Linked DNA regions of Danio rerio: region 2 is linked to region 1. The links are chromatin contacts, called in public HiChIP or PLAC-seq maps. All regions are on one chromosome and are shown on one strand. Each heading gives the region's core, a stretch centred on a gene start, on an enhancer-like site or on the middle of the called end of the contact. The rest is flanking DNA. Distances are from core to core; before and after follow the strand shown. Region 1 holds the start of spry1 (sprouty homolog 1, antagonist of FGF signaling (Drosophila)). Region 2 holds the start of nudt6 (nudix (nucleoside diphosphate linked moiety X)-type motif 6).

Region 1 (3,708 bases), core at 831-3,330:
GGCAGATCTATTAGTCCTTTTGGGCGGGGATATCAATTCTTTAGGGTGGGGCTATCAGTCTTTTAGGGCGGGACTATCAGTCCTTTAGGGCGGGACTATGAATCCCTTATGGCAGATCTATTAGTCCTTTTGGGCGGAGATATCAAATCTTTGGGGTGGGGCAATCAGTCTTTTAGGGCGGGATTATCAGTCCTTTAGGGCGGGACTATAAATCCTTTATGGCAGATCTACTAGTCCCTTTGGGCGGGGATATCAATTCTTTAGGGTGGGGGTATCAGTCTTTTAGGGCGGGACTATCAGTCCTTTAGGGCGGGGCTATCAGTCCTTTAAGGCGGGAATATCAATACTTTAATGCATAGCTATTAGTCCTTTAGGGATTTCAATTCTTTATGGCAGGGCTATCAGTCCTTTAGGGCGTGGCTATCAGACTTTTGGGGTGGGGCTATCAGTTATTTAGGGCGGGGCTATCTGAACTTTAGGGCGGGGTTATCAGGGCATGTCTGCCCTGATTTTATCCATTCATCAATCTTCCTAGATTGTGTTTCACAACACCCGTCTTCCAATTATCCAGTATTTTTTAGTATTTTCTCATTTTAAGACTGTTTGAATCAGATGCACAATACGATAGTGGAAAAAGTCTTTCATTTCATGCCACAAATAACCAAACACAGACATGGGAGGCTGAGCAAAATGCTCATTTCAGCAGACAGTGTCTGATGGCATTGATGAACTCTTCGTATTTTAGTGAGAGAAATCCTGTCGTGTCAGCAATACTCATTTTACCCCCCATACACCATCAGTTTGTGCCTCAGGATGGTTTCCCCGGCGTGTGTCCCGGCGTCTGGTTCCAGCTCTGCAGTTTGCAGTAAACAGTGTTGGAGTTCTTGCAGCGGCAGCCGGGCCGCGTCAGCCGATCATGGCAGGAGTTGCAGGCTTTAACGCAGCCTTTCGCGGGCAGATAGCACAGCAGGCAGGGGAACAGCGTCGCCATCAGGCCCATGCACAGAAAGCGCGAGCAGCACTGCGGATGCGATAATGAACACGGCCTGTCAGCGCAGGCGTCTCCAACATCGTCATCGTCCTTGGAGCAATGATAAAAAATGCCCTTCACCAAACACATGCACGTGCCCTGCTCTATCACGTTCTCCGCCGAACACAAACACAATCCGTTGCATGCGAGCCGCGCCGGCAGCGCTCGCGGAGCCGTGCACTCGCTGCATTTACACTTCCCGCAGCTCTCGCAGATGTACAGATGCGCAGAGTCTCTGCTATCCGCATGCATCTGTTTCAGGGGAGCGTCCGGCGGCAGAAAGGGAGCGTTCAGAGATTTGGGCTGAGTCCGTACGCTGTTCCTGTGATGCTGTGGTGTTCTGGAGAGTAAACCCAGCTCGGATCCTGCACTGCTGCTGCTCTCGGAGCTCCCGGTGCTGGTGGATCTACTGAGACCCGGCGGACGCACTAATAACGAGGATTGTGGCTCGTAATTATTGTTGACGTTCACCAGGATCACTTCATGAGTCCTCTCATGTTTGTGTGCGTGACGCGGTGGCGGTGGTGGTCCCGGGGCCGGTCTCCGGGGGACTGCCGGGCCCTCAGTGTATTCGTTATTACTGCGAATGGCTTTGATCTGGTCCAGGGACAGGACGGCCCCGGGGTCCGCATGCCCACGCTGACCGCGGAGATCCATAAGACACGATCAGCAGCTCCAGACCACACAGCAATGCTCATCTGACAGCCTGAGAGACACGGAGAGAGAGAGAGATGAGGTTTTATAAGTGCTTTATTACAGTTATGTAGGGGTGTAGTGGATGATGGTTGATCCGTGATCTGTAGCGATCATAAACCAAAGTTTGGAACACACGTGCCCAATATAAGGATCGCAAAAAGATTCACATATATGAACACATTTAATCTGCTCTGTAAAATATGATGATGGCTGAAGAAGTTGTGGAGGCATCTAAAGCCTTTCCTAAGTTATCACCAGAGTTTTCCGGCAGTAGTTTATCCTGCATCAATGCATTCAGTGTAGAGCTGCACAACTCATCATCATTAGATCGGGATGTCAATTCCAACACCTATGCAACATAATTATAAAGGTGAAGATGATGATGATGATGTGCACATATTTATTAATCCTTCAAAGCGCTGCGTTCAGATCTGTGTTTAATCGTGGAGGTCTTTTGAGTGGAGTTAGAGTTACAATCCAATAACACAGGAGAACTGAGAGCCGTTCATAGTTCAGATATAAACACTGATGTTTACAGTAAATACATGTGAAATGACAGGTTCTAAGTTGTGTTTCTCGCAGTGCTGTTTTAGTAATAAATGGAAAGCAAGCTATTTGTCTCCTCCCTGTTTTGGCTGATCGGAAAACTGGTGCGATCCGAACCGTGAGATCTGTGATCTGTCACACCACTACAATTATACAATTATAAATCAATTAACAATGCAAAAAAACACATCTTATAGCAACATATATTTGAGAAAGAGGGATTTGAGGTTTTATAAGTACTTCATTACAATTACATGACTATACTCTGTAATGAATTGTTGCTGCTTTAATATTTTTACTTGAATTAAATGAACTTTTCCAGTCATCAATCCTGACATCAATCAAACTGAGTAAACATGCGGAGTTGAACTTAGTCGAACTTAAAACATGCAGATGAACCTGGAATAACTTATTAAAATAAGCTGAAGTAACAGAAAGACATTTGCTGCATGACTTATTCAGTGTGTCAATCAGCAATCTACATTAAACAACAATAGCTAAACATTAAATTAATCTCTACCACAGACAAAAGCACAACTTTACAGCACCATATGTTGGAGAGAGAGAGAAATAGAGAGAGAGTAATATTAGGACAAAAAAAATTTACTTTAAATTACTTTACATTTGTTTATTTATTCATTTATTTTTATTATTATAATTTATTATACTATTTATTGTGTGTGTGTGTGTGTGTTTGTGTATATATATATATATATATATATATATATATATATATATATATATATATACATTTGTAACATGTGTCATGCCAATAAACCAATTATTGAATTAAATTGAGAAAGACAATGCAATTTAATTGTTATGATGTTTAGTTTCTATTATTTTGATCTTTTTTCATAGTTATACTCTTCCACATATATCAAGCTTTGGCTATGTTGTCTTTTTACAGTCATGTCAATTATTAAAAGTAATCTGAGAGGGAGAGAGCGAGGTCTTTCACAGCCTGCAATTAATGCAACGGTGTTTGCAATGCCTATTCTCCACATTAATTACGTTTAAACATCTTTCTGTGATGACCTGATTAAGCTCTATTTCTACTGTTTTTTAATTAAATGCAGTTAACATTTGTAGTCAGTTTGACTGATGTCAGTGATATTTTCAGTGCACTTTTAAGTGGACTTTTTAAATTAATTCCCAGAGGAGCAGGTGATATGATTGATCGCGGCTGGCCTCTTATTGGTAATCAGCAATAATCCAATCAAATTGATCCAATCCTTCAATAAATAGACCTAATTCACACTACTGCCTTATCTTTGTTTTGGAAGAATCCCCCCTTCCACCTTATCTCCTCTTTTTTTACCAGGAAGAGCTCTCGAGAACTACCTGATCTTGGACCCCCTTACATGCTAAAAGACCAGGCGGGAGTTATCTCTGAGCTGGGGTTAGGGTTAATATATATATATATATATATATAT
Region 2 (3,708 bases), core at 688-3,187, 64 kb after region 1:
TGTGACGGTCATTAATGGGACTCTGATAATAAACTCAGTGACCAGAGCAGATTCTGGGATTTACACATTATTTATCTTTAACTCTGCTGGCACACTAATACCTACAGCAGATCTACAGGTGAATATTAAAGGTACAGAAGCTCATCAGATTCCCTATACGCTCATGTTACACACACACTCCACTGCACTAGTGCGCATACACACATATCAGCACCACACTAACTGTATTATTGATTAATTTGTTTGATTGCTAGACAATTGATTGACTTGTGGATTGGTTGACTGATTGACTGACAGGTTGATTAAATGAGTGATGATTGAATAATGCATTGATAGGCTTTGACTTATTCTTTGACTGAATGATTGATTTACTCATTGATTGATTGATTGATTGATTGATTGATTGATTGATTGATTGATGTGTTTGTGTTATTCTTCAGAGTCTTCAGTGTCTGTGGTGTTTGTGGTGCTCTGGAGTCTTCAGATGACGCTTCTGTTGGGTCTGTTAGCAGGTTTTCACCTCTACATGAGACGCACGTCAGGTCAGACACACTTATGATCATCAATATTATGGATCTGTAGTGCAGATGTGAAGAACTGGTGATGATGATGATGATGATGATTTGGTTAATTTAGGAAAGAAAGCAGAAGATGAGAATGTGAGAATGAGCAGATCTGGAGACGAGCACGAGGATTCATGAGGCCAGCAGCAGATCTTCTGTTTTACCTGATGTATAATGTTGTTTTCGCTACTCTTGTTTATTTTTCCTTCATTGTCTTTGTCTTAATATCATACAGCAGTATTAACGCTCTTGTGTTGAAAACATTAAGATGAATTAGTATTGAATTGAATTAAAAAATTCTTCAAATTTAAACTGTATTTACAGTCAAAATCCACAAGCTCATTTAATACAGTCTATTTTCATATCATTTATTTAACAGATAAATGTATTAGTATGGTCATAACTGTTTTTGCTCTGCAAATATACCTAAAACAACATATCATTGCGTTTGTTTGATAATAATTAGTCAAACAGCCTTGCATTTTTACAGTTTAATTATAGGTTCATTTAGATGGAGGCAATACAATAATGAAGTATTGTGCTGATAAATGCTTTGTTGTAAGTTTACTTGCACTGGTGTGGTTTTGCTGTGATGGTTTATGTTCTTGTCATCATGTTTTGTGTTAGCATGACATGTGGTTAATGAGGGTTCTCATGTTTCCTGGTCGTACAAACATTGCAACACACTGTAAAAATGCAGGGTTCCATACAATCCCATCATGTCATCCCAATGCAAATTGATTAAGTTAGTGTAATTGTATCAGTTTTTATCTACATATAGCCTAAAAGTGAAATATTAGACTCATTATAGTAAAGGATGAGACGCATAGTTTGTATAGTTTGACCCACAGTTTGCAGAAATAGCTGATCAGAGTGTCTGTAAGTCAGGAAACACTAAATATTCCTCAAAACACTGAAACCTTAAAAACATTTCATTAATAAATTATATGTAATTTAAATTAGTACATAGATTTGATTCACTGAAGCATGTTTTACTCTAACATTACTGAAAAAGTTGACCCCCTTCTCCCCATTGTAATTGGAACAAGCAGCAAAAAAATTTCTTATGCAAAATAAATAAAGGAATAAAAAAGACAGAAATAATTATAAATGTTTATGCATTCATTAAAACCAGTTTTAACACATTGTGATCTGTTTTTAATCATTTTTATTCTTTGTAGTTTTTATTTTCTTACACTTTTTTCTTTATTATTCTTATACTTAATACTTTTATTCTTGTTTAAGTAAAGCACTTTGAATTACCATTATGAATGAAGTGTGCTATAGAAATAAACTAGTCTTGCTCTGCATTTTCCTGTGCGCGAGTACTGCAGTGTTTACGGCGCGCTCGTTCTTATGTTGTTTTGGTTTGATCGATGATGGTTTTGTGGATCATGTCAGCCGGGTTCTGTAGGGTCTCCTCTGGGTTGTGCAGGGTGTCTTCTGGGTTCTTTAGGGTCACTTCTGGCTCCTCCAGGGCCTCATCTGTTTTCGGAAAGTTCCGGCTGGTCTCTGCTGGCTCTGCTCGCTTCTGCTCCGGCTGTGAGGAGCGGCTCTGTCCGCCTCTGCTGGCCGGAGATGTTGATCGGTTTGGCGGCGTGACGGTGCGAGACTTTCCGCCGGACATCAGCGAGGAGGAGTTCAGTGATCTGCTGAAGGGTACGAGAATAATACACCATCTGATGAGAAGTGTTTTTTTGCCAATGTATTTTTTAAATTATAAAAGCTCATCTTTAGGCTTAATTATTCATTATTCATTCATCAAAACATCATCAAAACAATGGATTTCTTTTAAAGTAGTTAATTCAGCAAGTGTTGAGCCTACAGCAGCGGTATGAAAGCCCGTTCTTGCCTCTGAATGAAAAAACTTGTAGATAAAATATAAAGTTGAGATTAAAACTCGCAAAAGCTTTTTACCTAACCTTTTTATTTTATCTATTTGGGTGTTACGTCAAATTAGAAATGAAGATCTCTGTGTTAAAGGCATTCCCCACAACCTCTCCATCATACTCACTCTCCTCTCAGATGCGATGTTGGGCCAAATCAAAGGTTACAGTGGGCCACCTTGGCCAGCGGGCCTTACTTTGGGGCATCTTTGATCTCTATTGACCATATTTGGAATGGTCAACATAGAGCTTCTGCTTGTAGGGGCTTTTTATGGAGTAATAAATGAGCATATAAAACCATTTCTGGATACTTTTTAAACTTACCTAAGCACCTACTATGTAGATATCAGAGAACAGTTTAACTCATTGAATCTCTGTGGTGTTTGGCATGATTTTATGTTTTTGCTTTTATATTTGAAAACAAATGTGTGGCCTGTTTTTTAATATCTAAATATGAAACTAAAATGTGTTATAAATATGTAAATTTCTATAAGTGAATAATAATATTTGTAAATGTGTGTGTGTGTGTGTGTGTGTGTGTGTGTGTGTGTGTGTGTGTGTGTGTGTGTGTGTGTGCGTGTGTGTCAGTGTCTCTGCATCAGTGGCGTTCAGAAGGCCGTGTTGCAGTATGGCTCCATGTCCCCATCTCTCAGTCTCGTGTGTGTTCTGCTGCTGCACGTCACGGCTTCAGTTTCCACCACGCGCGCGGAGATCAGGCTGTTCTGAGCGTGTGGCTCGCGGAGGGGCAAAACCGGCTGCCAGCATTCGCCACACACCAGGTCGGAGTCGCTGGTAAGACAACAACAGCTTTAAATAGGAAAAACCCACATGAAGAAATACTGTGGTCATCTATAGTCAGTACTATATAATGTTGAATCATACTGTAGTAGAGTGTATTATAGTACAGTTATATAGAGTCCATTTAAAGGGATAGTTCACCCAAAAATTAAGATGTACAAACTCTTTACTCACCCTCGAGTGTTTCCAAACCTTTATGAGTTTATTTCTTCTGTTGGACACTGAAGAGGAGATTTTGAAGAAAATTGAAAACCTGTAAACAGTGACTAACACACACTACCTGACAAAAGTCTTGTGGCTTCTCCAAGTTTTAGGAACAGTAAATACTAACTTGACTTCTAGTTGATCATGTGGTGTCAGACGTGTTTTTATGAAAGGCGAAGGCCTCTAGATTTTGCTTATTTAAGCACTAGTTCAAATAGTTGACCTACTGGAACCAGCATGTACCAAAGATTCTCACA

What was found. HiChIP or PLAC-seq counts read pairs in DNA pulled down with a chosen protein or histone mark.
Region 2: an H3K4me3 HiChIP or PLAC-seq map of embryo shows a contact between it and region 1, with 4 times the contacts expected there. The contact joins the promoter of nudt6 here to the promoter of spry1 in region 1. A contact is called at or near these places in 2 of 4 datasets of contacts at active chromatin or transcription factors (embryo and gastrula embryo).

What each region holds. Positions count from the first base shown.
Region 1 is chr14:684,175-687,882 of GRCz12tu, forward strand. It overlaps spry1 (sprouty homolog 1, antagonist of FGF signaling (Drosophila)), which reads right to left and starts at 2,081. Exons shown (of 1, transcript NM_001122600.1): 1 at 797-2,081. The coding sequence starts at 1,687. The coding sequence ends at 809.
Region 2 is chr14:748,394-752,101 of GRCz12tu, forward strand. It overlaps nudt6 (nudix (nucleoside diphosphate linked moiety X)-type motif 6), which reads left to right and starts at 1,938. Exons shown (of 5, transcript NM_001089522.2): 1 at 1,938-2,222; 2 at 3,038-3,241. The coding sequence starts at 1,943.